Linked DNA regions of Anas platyrhynchos: region 2 is linked to region 1. A link is a contact called in public Hi-C data. All regions are on one chromosome and are shown on one strand. The core of a region is the stretch at or near the end of the contact, and the rest is flanking DNA. Distances in the headings are between cores, read along the strand shown. Region 1 holds the start of SLC2A13 (solute carrier family 2 member 13). Region 2 overlaps SLC2A13 (solute carrier family 2 member 13).

Region 1 (6,637 bases), core at 4,107-6,606:
TCTTTTCGGTTTCATTTGCAAACCTGGGATACAGCAGTCCTGTACAGCGTCCTGCTCAGCGGTGATGTTATGTCAGGGCTGACAGCAGAGGCAGCTCATAGCCTGCTGCTTAAAAAACACGGTTTCCACTTCGTGGGACTCTAATTTGAAGCTTAGATTTTACTCTGATGGGGTGGGAGCTTATAAGGCAGTGAACTCATACGGGGTCAGCCGCTACTTTTTATAGGAATGCAGAACAGCGTGGAGTGATCCATAAGCCTAAAAGCCTATCCAATTTGTTTTTTGGTTTTATTTCATTAACTGATGGACAACTGATGCGCTGGTCTGACATAATCTGTGGGAGGATTTAGTTTAGAAGTACTGTCTACCTTTTAGAGAGATAGGTCCTCAGAAATCAAATTTGTTCAGTGGCCAACAGAATCAAGGGCTTTTTACTAAAATTGACATTTTTGCATGTGGTTCTCTTTTCCCTGCCTGTGTCTTTCCGAGGTGATAGAGATGATCATCTTCAAACAAGAGCTGGTTACTGTATGATCCCAAGAACCTGGGTTTGTTGAGAGATGAGCTGCTGTTCTGGGCCCATCTGCAGCTCTTGAAGAGGTTTCTCGTTGGCAGACAGAGGAACCATCCGTGTTGACATGTATTAGGTTGAAGACATGGTGTATTGAGAGCAGTGCTTCTCTTGTATCTTGTGGAAGTCCTTGATTTTTATGCTGCCAGGTGTTGTAGCTGCAGCTTTTGGAGGGTAACAGTGACTTGATAAGGACGGTAAGCCATCATTTCAAGTACATGAATGTAAAAATTCCCAAACTGTGCAATAGTAAGACTCCCTCCCCATCCATTTTGCATGGCCACTGCCTTTCAGTATACGTGGGGCTGCTTTTTGAGGCAGTGCATGCAAGTGGGCTGGCCACGTCTCACCCTGGGAAGCCTGCAGAGAGCTCAGTGCACAGCCATCGGTGCACCAGGGCCGCAGACCCACGCAGGGCACGCTTGGGTTTAGCAGCACTCTTACACATGTTGCTGCTGACTATCAGAGGCTGTTTCAGTCAAATCTTGCTAGTTCTTTCTTTTGACAGCCAAAGGCAGAAAGGAACTGTTCTCCTGCCAAAAATCCCGTCCCCACTCTACAGCATGAAAAAGCTGGAGGTCTTAAAAATAGCCAGAAAAATTTAACTTCAGAAAACACGTGTCTCTTACAATTGCGTTTTCAATGGGTCTGAAGTGGGTTTGCTGGGATTTATATATTTAGCATGAAAGAGAGAGCAATTATGCAAAATATGAGCTCAAATGATTACTTTGGTAAAGTTATATGGAATTAAAAAAGCTCATGGTGTGAAGTCTTCGGCAGCCATAGCTCCAGTGCTGCCAGCGCTGCCTGTCAGGCAAGGAATGTGTTGTCCCACGGTTTTGTCAGCTTCATCCTGCAGTCACCAGTGAGCTCCTCTCACTTGCTCAGCAAATTATTTCCAACACTTGACCAGTAGGATTAAATGTGTGGTGTCAGTAGGTTCCTTACTAATAACTTCTGACTTTAATTTTGAAAGGATTTTACAGAGGATGTCTGTAGCGTTGCCCCAGATTCAGGTAATCAAGGTAGAAGGTAAATTATTGGCCTAAAGGCATCCTGCACACCAGGACACCCAGAAATTTAAAAGAGTAAATTTAAAATGTGAAAGAGTTAAATGGAAGAGAATGTAAATCAAGAGTGACTTTTCTTCAACTATTGATGTTGGGAACATAAAGGAGAACCCAAAGCAGGCACAAGAAGGAAAACTGCATTTGATTTTTTGAGAGGTAAGGGGTAGGCAGATTCAGATAAGTGAACAAAATGAGTGTGTCACAAGGGTGGAAATGGCTGGACAAGGAATGCTGTATGAGGATCAGAAAACTTCTTCTTTCCAAAGAAACCAAAGAACGTTGCAAGAACAGGAGGATTTTGGAACAAATGAAGTTTTAAGGCAATAAACAGTTTATTTCAGATTATATTTATTCTTCCATTTTTCTTTTTTAAACTACTGTCTTCCTTACAGTCCCAGCCCTATGTAACCAACACATATTCACAAATTCAACCAGCTGATGTGATTGAATCAGGATCAGAATTTGTGCCTTGTCAGAGGGCTGACTTGTAAGAAGGTACCCAACTACATTCCTTGGCACACTGGCAATGTGTCATTCTGTGTTCAGAAGATTTCTGAACCTTGAGAACTACATACAAACATAGAAAATGTGTAAGAGAGGGTTTTGACATTACTAGCAGTGAACAAGAAAAGATCATTGCTTTTCCTGTGTTACAGACATTAGATAAACTGCTATTGGAAACAGTATTTGCTGATTTATTTATTTTCTTTTTCTTTTTCATATTTAGCTAGGTGATTTCCCTCAGACCAATGCAGTGATAGATATCTCTAAACTTATGTAGCAACTCTGCTGATAGCAAAATCTTGTGAATATCAGAGGGGGTTTCCCATCACAGTTTAAGGCATCATAACCTAAAGAACATGAAAGTAGTTTTGGAGCCCAAAAACTCAAGGAGTTGCATGCTGTATTGCTAAAGCTTGCATGAGGCTAAAGACCAGCTGCCTATCCCCAAAGCATTGACTGAGATGGGAAGAATCCTTGACCTCAGGATCTTTTTTTTTTTTTTTTTTTTTTTTTTTTTTTTTTTTTTTAATGCACTGTCTGCTTCATGTACAAAATATAACCAGCATTGAGAAGGCAGAACCTTCTCCTGCCACAGTCAGATCATTTTCTACCTCGATGTCCACATAGCTCCATGGCTTTACATTCTTGCACAGCAACCCAGTTTCTGCTAAGAACCCATCTTTTCCCCAGTTTAACCTACAGTCTTCTTGGGAGGTGCAAGAGACATTTAAATCCTCTTGGGATGAAGCAAACCTGTGATTTAGGTGTCCTGATTCCTAGGTGAGGCTACCAAACATTAGGCTGTAAAATAAAAAACCTACTGCATCTCACTGTGCATCTTGGCTGGACTGAAATAGCCAGGAGATTTAGGCACTGATCCACCTGCTTTTGAATGCCAATAAATCCTGAGACAGCAGCTAACTCCCAGATATTCAGGCCTGGGGGAGTTCTGGGCCATGTACTAACAATATATAAGCAGTAAAATCCTGTAATTATTCCTGCTGTATGCTGAAATGGAAAAAATCATGTGGGGTTTATTAAAGCTGGACAAGTTCTTTGACCTAGTTCACAACATGACCTTGCAAACAGTTCTGCAAACACACCTTGAAGGGAGGGATGAACCGGTGCAGCAAGTCTTGAACAGTGTTACAATTAAACATTTACTCTCCTGAAAGAATAACGTGCCTAAAATCCACACAAATCCTTCTTTGGATCTGACCCCCACGTCTTAGATTACTAATCACACCCATGACATATTGCACTACTGTGAAATCATTTATAAGGCAGCTGCTATCACAAAATCCAGGTGCTATGGAGAGATGATCACAGTAATGAAAATCTACACATAAGACAAACAAATCCTCCCTCTTTCTCATGCAGTCACCCTTTAGTGTAGTGTATCCTGCAGCTGAACTTCTTTGTTGTGTTTCTTCAGGGAATACTTTCAAGAGAGAAGCTTGACAGCATGATCTGAAGAGAAATATGTCTATTTTTGATCGTGTTGGGCCAGCCATGGAAAAAAAAAAAAAAAAAAAAAAAAAAAAGCTTTTTTTTGTTAGCTCTCTTGAGTCCCTATTGACTATAACGTACAGAATGCCTCCAGCTTCTGAGATGGCTGTTAAAAAGACAGGTTGTTTTTGTGACAGCCAGCTGCTGTGACAATATGCTGTGAGAGTATTCCTTCTAGCTGGCTGGGGATTTGGTGTGAATATTTTCTGTTTAATGCACTGTGTCCCACATTTTATAGTTGGGCCTTGCACATACAAGTATTGAGTGCTGTGCTTCTTGGGTGCGTCGGGAGGTTTCTGGAACATTACAGCTCTCTCCACTGGTGGCATTTTAGAAATGTGAGCCAGTCTGCTCCTGGAGAGCTCCCGGACCTGAGGGGGTGACAGTTTCTTGCAGCATGCCTTTATTCCTGATCCTATAGCTTGGATGGGCTGCCTGGGTCTTGCTTGAGTGCTGGGCTGGAAAGGCTGTAAAGAAATATGGAACGCTCTGTGGCAATTACACCATATTATCCAAATCTCGATTAAAAGCATCAGAATGTTAACATGTAATTCTTACCTAGGTTTCTCAAACGTGGAAGCTGACCTATTATATTTAAAAATCCTCTGCCACATCTGTCACTAACTGGATTCACTACATAGACAGCTGTGCGCATCTTGTGTTTAGCAGCCAGAGCTCACTGATGTATTCAGTCGGTGTTACCTGGATGGCGCACAGAGCACCAGCCTTTCACAGCTTGCCTCAAAAAGGCAGAGGCAAAGCACAGACACGATTGCGTGCAGCAGGCCCTGTAGGACTCTGCTCCCCTTCTCAGTTAATAACTGAAGTGGCTGTGACTAGTACTGCTCACAAGGTGTGGGCTGAGAAGTGCTGACCTGGTTAATTACCAAAACTTTCCATCTATGGGCCAGGCTTGTTATGATGACCTTTACAGAAGCCATTTTAGTCAGTAGGAAAATTGTGTTTATTTATTTCAATACGTGCCGTTAGATCAGGGCTCAGGAATGAAGCACAACTGGTGATATTCTGGTATGAGTTTTGTCAAGGTTTGCCTTGCACCTAGGAGGCTCTGCCATGGGTATTGGCCAGCAAAGGCTCCTGTTTCGTCTGAAGGGAAACACGCACTTTCACTTCATGTACTCTCCACCAGGAGGCACAGTTTTCCTACCAAACCACTGGAAAAAAATATTAAAAAAATGCGTTATTCCACTGTATTCCGTCTGATTTAAACCTTCATCTTTATCCCGGTGAGAACCCCAAATAAAAACGCTTGAAGATGGGATTACCGAAACGCTGCGCTTTCATTTTTGCGAATAAACATGAAAAAATACCCAAGATTTTTTTATTTTTTCTTCCTCTTTCACGCTAACAAATCTGTTCCTCTTTGACACTAGGGATTGCCCTAGATCTCCCCACCACCACACACACACACACACACACACACACACACACACACACACTTTGGCCACCCAGCGCTTTACAACACCACAGGTTGTGTAAAAAAACCTCTCAATTTAGCTCCACAAACGGCCGACTTTATTGATTTTAACCGCGGCTCCCCAGCGGGGGCTCCGTGAGGCGGAGGCACTGGACGACCGGCGCTCGACAGCGGGGCCGAAAGGCGCGGCGGGGAGGGCGACAAAATGGCCGGGCGGCGGGACGGGGCGCCTCACAGGGCGGCTTCTCCCCGTCGGACCGGCCATGAGGGCGATGATGGGGGTGAGGGAGGCGCTGGGCGGCGCCATGGCGGCTCTCAGTGCGCGGGCGCGGCCCCGGGCGGCTGCGCGGAGCGGCGAGGGGCGGCCCCTGGCTCCCTCCGGGCCGCGCTGGCCGCTGTCCCCGCCCGCCCCCGCCTCCAGCTCCGCCCGGGCGCTGGGAGCGGCGGCGGCGGCGGCAACTTCCCCTCAAGTGTGGCTATGCGACCCGGCTGAGCGCTGGCCCGGGAGGGGCGGGCAGGGCCAGCACCGCCACCACCGGCAGCAGCCCCTCCAGCCACCGCCGCAGCAGCCCGGCAGCCGCCCGCCCGCCTCCCCCGTCCCCGCTGCCCTGCCCCCGGGCGGGGCGGGACCCGCGGCGGCCGTCCCATGTCCCGCAAGGCCAGCGACAATGTGGAGTACACGCTGCGGAGCCTGAGCAACCTGATGGGCGAGAAGCGGCGGCGGCAGCAGGCGGAGGGGGCCGCCGGCTCGGCGGCGGCGGCGGCTGCTGCGGGCGAGCGGAGCCTGATCGCCGCCGAGTCGTGCTCCAGCCTCAACAGCGCGGCGTCGGGCGCCGAGCTGGAGCGGGCGGCTCGGCGGCAGTTCCAGCAGGACGAGACCCCCGGCTTCGTCTACGTGGTGTCGGTTTTCTCCGCCCTGGGGGGCTTCCTTTTCGGCTACGACACCGGCGTGGTGTCGGGGGCCCTGCTGCTCCTCAAGCGGGAGCTCAACCTGGACGCCCTGTGGCAGGAGCTGCTGGTCTCCAGCACGGTGGGCGCCGCCGCTCTCTCCGCCCTGGCCGGCGGCGTCCTCAACGGGCTGTGCGGCCGCCGGCCCTGCATCCTGCTGGCCAGCGGCCTCTTCACGGCGGGGGCCGGCGTGCTGGCAGCCGCCCGCGACAAGGAGACCCTGCTGGGGGGACGAGTGGTGGTGGGACTGGGCATCGGTGAGTGGCCGACCCGCCGGGACCCCCCTTACGGGCTGCTTGCGGGGCGCCGAGGTGGATGCTGAGGGGTTTTGGGGGGTTCCTCCGGGGTGCTGTGGGGTTTTGGGGAGGCTGCTGGAGGAGGGGGGGTCCCCATCCCTGCCGGTCCAGCCCGGGGGGTCACGCCGTAAGGTGGAGGTTTGAGGGGGGCTGAAAGCGTGCCCGGCTTTCTTGGCCCTAAATACCTCTCGTCCCGCTCCTTGCGTTGCTCTAGAAGCTATGGGGCACCCAGGGGATGCTGTGGGGACAAAATCAGGTAGTAGCGGTGAGGCAGCAGCCTCTCTTCAAAGACATCTGCTTT
Region 2 (6,116 bases), core at 3,493-5,992, 60 kb after region 1:
CTAAGCACCCTCATCTATAGACAGCAGCAAATTGATTTCTTTAAAACTACCTCTTTGAGAAGATCTGTTTTTGTTGTTCTTTCTTTTGATAAATTATATCCAGAGTCACAGCCCCAGGTTTCTGCTTTCCTTCTCCACTCATACCTCATACCCAGCTTCTTTAAAAATCTTGTGTTTTTTCTTTTTCTTAACGCTGCAAAGGTTGGTTTGAGATCAGGGGAAGAACCACACCGCATGCCGATGTCAGACAGTTGCTCTCCGTCGGGCTCCTGCCTTGCAGAAGGTGTGTGCGGGTCAGGCCAAAGCTGTGGTGGTGTTGAAAAGCAGAAAGTACAGAGTGATTCGTGTTTGGCGTGAGGACTTGGATCTGAAAGCTTTAGATTTAAAATGCACTTAAATAGTGGCCTTCCCTGAGGTTCAGGCTATGGAGACACATCGCAGTAACATCGTATTAATCTCTTTGGTGTCTAAATTCACGTTGGCTTAGGGATGATAATGTGCACCTAATTTTGTTCCTAATGCACAAGATTGGGTTGACATTTGACCTGAAAGTTTACTTTTAGTTTCCAACAACTTTTAGCAGCAATACGGTATACACTCCTTTAAATTGATTTTAAAAAGCAAAAGCGTGCTTATTCAACTTTTCCATACCTCTTCTGACAGATTTATTTTAAAATCTAAAGTCTCTTCCTTTTGGTTGTCCTGAAAATCCAGGATGCAGGCAAAGGGCTTAGGACATAATCAGCTGTCAGAGCTTGCCTTTACTGTGCCCCCTAAAGCCCCACCACACATTTTTTATTGTTACTTCCTAAGCTTGTCTAGTAAAAAGACAGAGCCCTGCGGGAGGGAATAGGACCTTAACATTATGTTGTAAAAACAAAACAAAAACCAATTATTCTGGAGGGAAAAAAAATCTTCTGCTTCTTGCCAAAAAATGCCAGCAATAATGGGCAAGGACCTGCGTTGACTCTCAGCTTTTAGTAATGGAGGGGAAGAAAAAAAAGTAAAAAAGCTCAAGCCCATAGGCAGCTGCTGCAAAATTTATTTCATTGAGCTAGCATTACAAAATACTGAATTAATTTTGTCGTAGACTTCTAAATTAATTTGGAATAAAACCTAATAGTTTATAGGAGCAGCTCATTGCTTTTTTCCTGGTTTGGTTTTATGCAAATCTATTCCAGTTGCTGTCAGCTGCTAAAAGATGCATTGACTACATCTGCATTTACGTTTCGGCTCTGAACAGCGGTGTAGCTCTGCAGTGAGTCTCTTCTTGTCTCCCATCATCACCCCATGTACTGCCTGTTCGGATGGTGAGGCAGTATTAGGGCCTATGGAAAAAATGCCTTTGGGGGACCAAAACAAGAGGTCCACTCCAGGGATAACCTCAGTGTTCTCTGACCCTCTTGGAGATGTGAATGCTCAAATCAATGACAGGGTCTCTGGCAGCTTCTAACGGCCCATGAGTGGCCATACTCTGCCTCGGGGACCAGACTAAACCCATTCTAGCAGAAAACCTACAAATCATGTGCTGTGTACATTGATGGGCCTTGGCTTCAGACTGCTTCAACCTGATGATCCCCACCTGCTGCTTGCATGACTTGCTGAGATGCACGTGGCCATGCCTGCTTCTTAAACCGTGTGTTGCCCAGTGGAATTAATTTTCTTTGTAAATGAGTAAACTATTTCATTAAAGGGTGTTGTATAACAGTGTACAGGGAAGTCATTAACTTTTTAAAGCAATTGGGGTTGGTTGGGTTATATGTATCCGCCCCATATGCCAATCAAAGTTAGCACTTCTCCAAAGAGGGAAGGAGCTCACAGTATTGTCTCTTCTTAAGGAAATTCCTCTTCTTGGTGGAGGAATTGATCTCAAAGCTGCCCTGCTGTGCCCAAACTTTTCATCCCAAGTCTTGCTACTTACTCTTGATGTTGGGTGTGGATTTACAATCGAGTAATGTTTGGTAACACAAGTGATTTGTTTGTGTTTTGTTGTGTCAGACGCAGAAATTGAGACACACAGATAGCATGTCTCGGTGTTACTCTGCATTTTTTACTATATTTGATCTTAAATATCCACCATTTCCTTCACGTGAATGATAAGTGCTTGAATGAGAATTCCTTCATGCATTCATAGCTTGGTAATTAAGCAAAACACTTATGGAAATTGGTTTATGACTACAGGCATATGGGCTTTTTCTTTCTCTGTTGGCGTTTCTACGTAAAATTACCAATGGCTAGTGTGTAGGACCTTAGTGGTCTCCAAAATAGAAAACATCCTCTGCTTGTCTGGTTGTCCAAAGTCAACGTGAAGTTGTGAGCTCATCAAAGATGGTGTTATTTCTGTGTTGTAAGCTTGATTTTTCCATTCAGTTCATACTTATTTAATTTTATATTTGCCCTTTTTCCCCATGTGTTGTAGTCAGGTTGTTCTTACTTCCATTGTCCACTTTCTCTGCTTGTCTGCTGGTGTCTTCATCTCAGCTGTGTCAGGAGAGAATGTCTATAGACAGGGGAGAACATAGATAGCTGTATATAGGTAGAGAATGGAATTAGTTTCTCGGCTAGCTGCACAGCTTGTGTGATCAGAATCAGAGATGTTTCTCAGTGACTAAGTGGCAGCTCAGAGAAAGCCGGCAAATATGAGGTCAGTGAATGGAGATATTTGGAAATCCACCATGAAACGTAGGTGGTCCAAACACTGCAGCTTTCTTCCAGCTTTGCTCTCCCTCTGGTTTTGTTTACAAGTTTTCCCCCAGACTTCCTGCCCAAGAATTTTTCCTTTCAGCCTGCTTAATAGGTTGGTGACAGTTGGCAGAAAGCACAGTTGGGCAATGATGCTCTTTCTGCGAAACATGAAAATATTTTCCTGGTATCCATATAAAGATGCAGATGCTTCTTATATCTAACACTGGAAATGAACTTTCATTATTTCCTGACGCAATCTGATGCCAACCACGCTGCTGTAAATCCTAATGTTTTGAAGCAGATTTGCTGACACCTTCATGTTCGTCAGCCCCCGAAGCTGACAAATTCTAACTGCAGTAATTAGGAGTAGGTTTTTTGATTATTATTTATTTTTTTTTGGTTTACAGGAATTAATACTGCTCTTTTTAGGGCTTATCTTTAAAGCATCTGTTTCTTCTAACAAGGTGTGTTGCCTCTAGGAAGAAGTTAAGCATCCTGGAGAAATAGTTACTCTTTATTATAGAGGACATGCATGTCTGCGTGAACTCCTGCCCCTTCTCTGAACCACAACCTGATCACAGTCTGTGAAGTTTGCCCTGGAGCTATGAAGATTAGCAAGGTTACCTGAAATTCCAGCCACACTAGTGATACTTTTTTTTCCTGAAAAAAAATAAAGGAAAGTAAAGAAAACCTGGGGAAACTGAGATGTTATTCAGTATCTGCTAGTTGCTGAGCCCATGCTTTCACTGGGATGTTGTGAATCACTGTGGGAAGTTTGTCCGGCTTCATGCTTAGCTTTAGCTACTGCATGTATGCATCTGAAGCCCTGGATAAGAATTTGTACTGGCCCTATAATCAACTTCTCCCTTAGCCCAATTGAGGCTCTTATTGGCTTTAAGAATGCAGTTTAAGTCATTCTGAAATAGTGTTGCAGCTGAGAATGCTTGCTGCGTTTATGCAAGTCGTAATCTTAACATTGAAACCCTAAAAATGTCAGTGAGCTTGTAATGTGGGTATTTTTTCACTAGGCATTACTTCCAAACGCCAGCAGACTTGGTCTGGAACTTGAACAGACCAAAAATATTTGAGTAGCACGTTTTAATAGCATCTTCTTTGTGCAAGAATTAGCCTGAAGTGTGTTTTCCCGTATTTTTTTATATATAAAATATATGTATCGATTTTGCTGTATGTGTCCTGCCATTGCCATTGCTGCTAGCTCTGTTTCCATCCTTGCTCTTTTGTCTCCCTGCAAAAAAAGGAGCATTAACAAATGGAATTAGGAGGGAGCCAAATGTGACATGTTCACATGTAGCATCTTTGAGGACAGCTGGGATGCTCAGGAAGCAGGTTGCTGGCACAGATGTATAGACACAGGGACATGGCTTTGGGGAATTAGAGCTTAGAAAAAACAAAAACCAAAGGAAGCTGAAGAGATTTTTTTGTTTGTTTGTTTGTTTTTAGTAGATGGTTATGCTTTTTGCAGTATAATAGCAATTTTCTTTTGTTGGTCAGAGGGTGGATATAGACCAGCTCAAAGCAAAGTATTGTTTTCCTTCAAATCCATTTTTTACTTATTTTTAATTTAGTATTCACTGGCAACCAGGGTACGTTCCTTTGTGTTGTCTAGTGGTGCAGGGCAGTTCAAGCTGTGCAGGGGAGCTTTGCTCTCGTTTGGAGCTGAAAACCAGAGCACTGGTGCACGGGGACAGGGTGAGCCCTGATTCTTCTTGACCTTCAGCCGTGAAACAAGGAGTCAGATAAACAGACTTCAGTTCTGTGAGAGTGCTCCCACCCCCGTGCTGAAAACAAACCCATAATTTTTACGTAGTGCTTTAAATAGAAGTTGGACGTTTCTATTCCTTAAAATAGCGTGGAAGTGAATCAAAGCAGCCTCTGTTCTGGATGTTCTTCCAGTGTGGACACATCCGTGCCTATCCCACTAACCAGGGCTTGATGTGGCTCCGAGGACCGCAGCAGCACGACCCTTCCCCAGGCAGGACTCTGCATGAAGCTGAGCAGTACCCGATGGTGGGAAGAGGCAGGTGACCTCTGTGCCTGCTCCCTTGGTCAGCATGGCCCCAAAAATGCAGCTCTAGGATGGTCTCCGGTGCTTTGGAGATGCTGCCCTTGCACCAGAGAAATGGGGGCAAAATCATCCCTTTCCAAACAAAACAAGTTCAAATCATCTCCTCCCCGTATCTCCTCTGGATTTGTGGTAGTGTCTCTACCAGCTCTCCTGCTACCACACCCGTGTCCTTCTGAAATATCTCTGCATGTCCTGGGAGTCAAAAATATGCTGGTGAAACTCTGTACTGTAACCACTAACTAAAACCTCACATTGATCTTTTGATGTGCGGTGGCTTTCTCAGCCCTTTGTTCTTCTCTGGAAAAATGATATTAGACATCACTCTGTGATAAGCTGGGTTGCTTTTACTGTGATAATGTTTTGTGGGCAAATCACACAATCACAGAATATCCTGACTTGGAAGAGAGCCACAGGGATAACCGAGTCCAACTCCTGGCTCCACACAGGACCACCCCAAAACCAGACCATGTGTCTGAGAGCGCTGTCCAAACACTCCTTGAACTGTGGCATGCTCGGGGCTGTTCCCACTGCCCTGGGGAGCCCTTCCAGTGCCCAAGCAACAATTGGAAGCTGCAGTCCTCCAGCAGGTAGGTGAACCAGAGGTGTGTGCACACTGCCTTTTGGAGGGGAGCATTCTCAGTACAAACTCTGCCCTACCCTCTCCTTGCCTGGGTGGGCTTGGAGATCACTCAGTCTTCCTGCATCTCCTACTGAGTGTAGGGTAGTGTGACTCCTTGGTAGTTACATCAAAACACATGCAGGTTTTTTGAAACATCCCAGTTTTCCTGTGAGCCTCACGTTTGTTCTCACTGGCTTGCAAGTCACGGCGTGCAATGCTTGCTCTCACTGCCTCAGTAAAACTTTGAGGCATGTTTGCTTTTACCCAACACTGGAGAAATCCTGGTGCTCCTTTTCCTTTTTCTTCTGAGAGAATAGTCCCCTTGTGACAAATTTAGAATTGATATTTTAATATTATTTATTGGTACCTATAGTGGAAAAAAAGAAATGTGTTTCGGTGGACACTGAAGTGGCTCAGATCACTGCAAATGTCTGAGAAATGTCCCTTTGCTTAAATGTGCCCCTTTGGAATGGCAGCTCTGCTGGGGCTTGGACCCGCTCTTAATGGTTTCGTTTTACTGGTGTGATTGGAGCCGTGTTCCCTAGGGCCAGCTGTAAGCTGCTGCATCAGAAACACAGGTTAAAAAGGTGACATCTGTCAAAACTTAAAGTTTCACCTTAAAATTCTAAAACAGAGCTCAGCACAGGAGCAGGAGAACAAACAGATGATAGGATTTTCTGCACAATAACTATCATTTGGATATTATTCTTTATTTCAACTTGCTGA

Evidence for each region. A called contact is a pair of places that touch in the nucleus more often than the background predicts.
Region 2: a Hi-C map of F1 follicle shows a contact between it and region 1, with 1.8 times the contacts expected there. The contact joins the enhancer-like site here to the promoter of SLC2A13 in region 1. A contact is called at or near these places in 3 of 8 Hi-C or Micro-C datasets (F1 follicle, skeletal muscle and subcutaneous adipose tissue).

What each region holds. Positions count from the first base shown.
Region 1 is chr1:15,504,823-15,511,459 of IASCAAS_PekinDuck_T2T, forward strand. It overlaps SLC2A13 (solute carrier family 2 member 13), which reads left to right and starts at 5,357. Exons shown (of 10, transcript XM_027458948.3): 1 at 5,357-6,297. The coding sequence starts at 5,739.
Region 2 is chr1:15,565,234-15,571,349 of IASCAAS_PekinDuck_T2T, forward strand. All of the region lies in intron 3 of SLC2A13 (solute carrier family 2 member 13), which reads left to right. Among named protein-coding and RNA genes, the nearest start is that of SLC2A13, 58 kb to the left of the region's middle. Within about 2 kb of position 4,743, at least 4 of the 8 cell types and tissues checked have an H3K27ac peak or open chromatin away from gene starts, as enhancers often do. A contact at or near this core is called in F1 follicle, where this site is marked.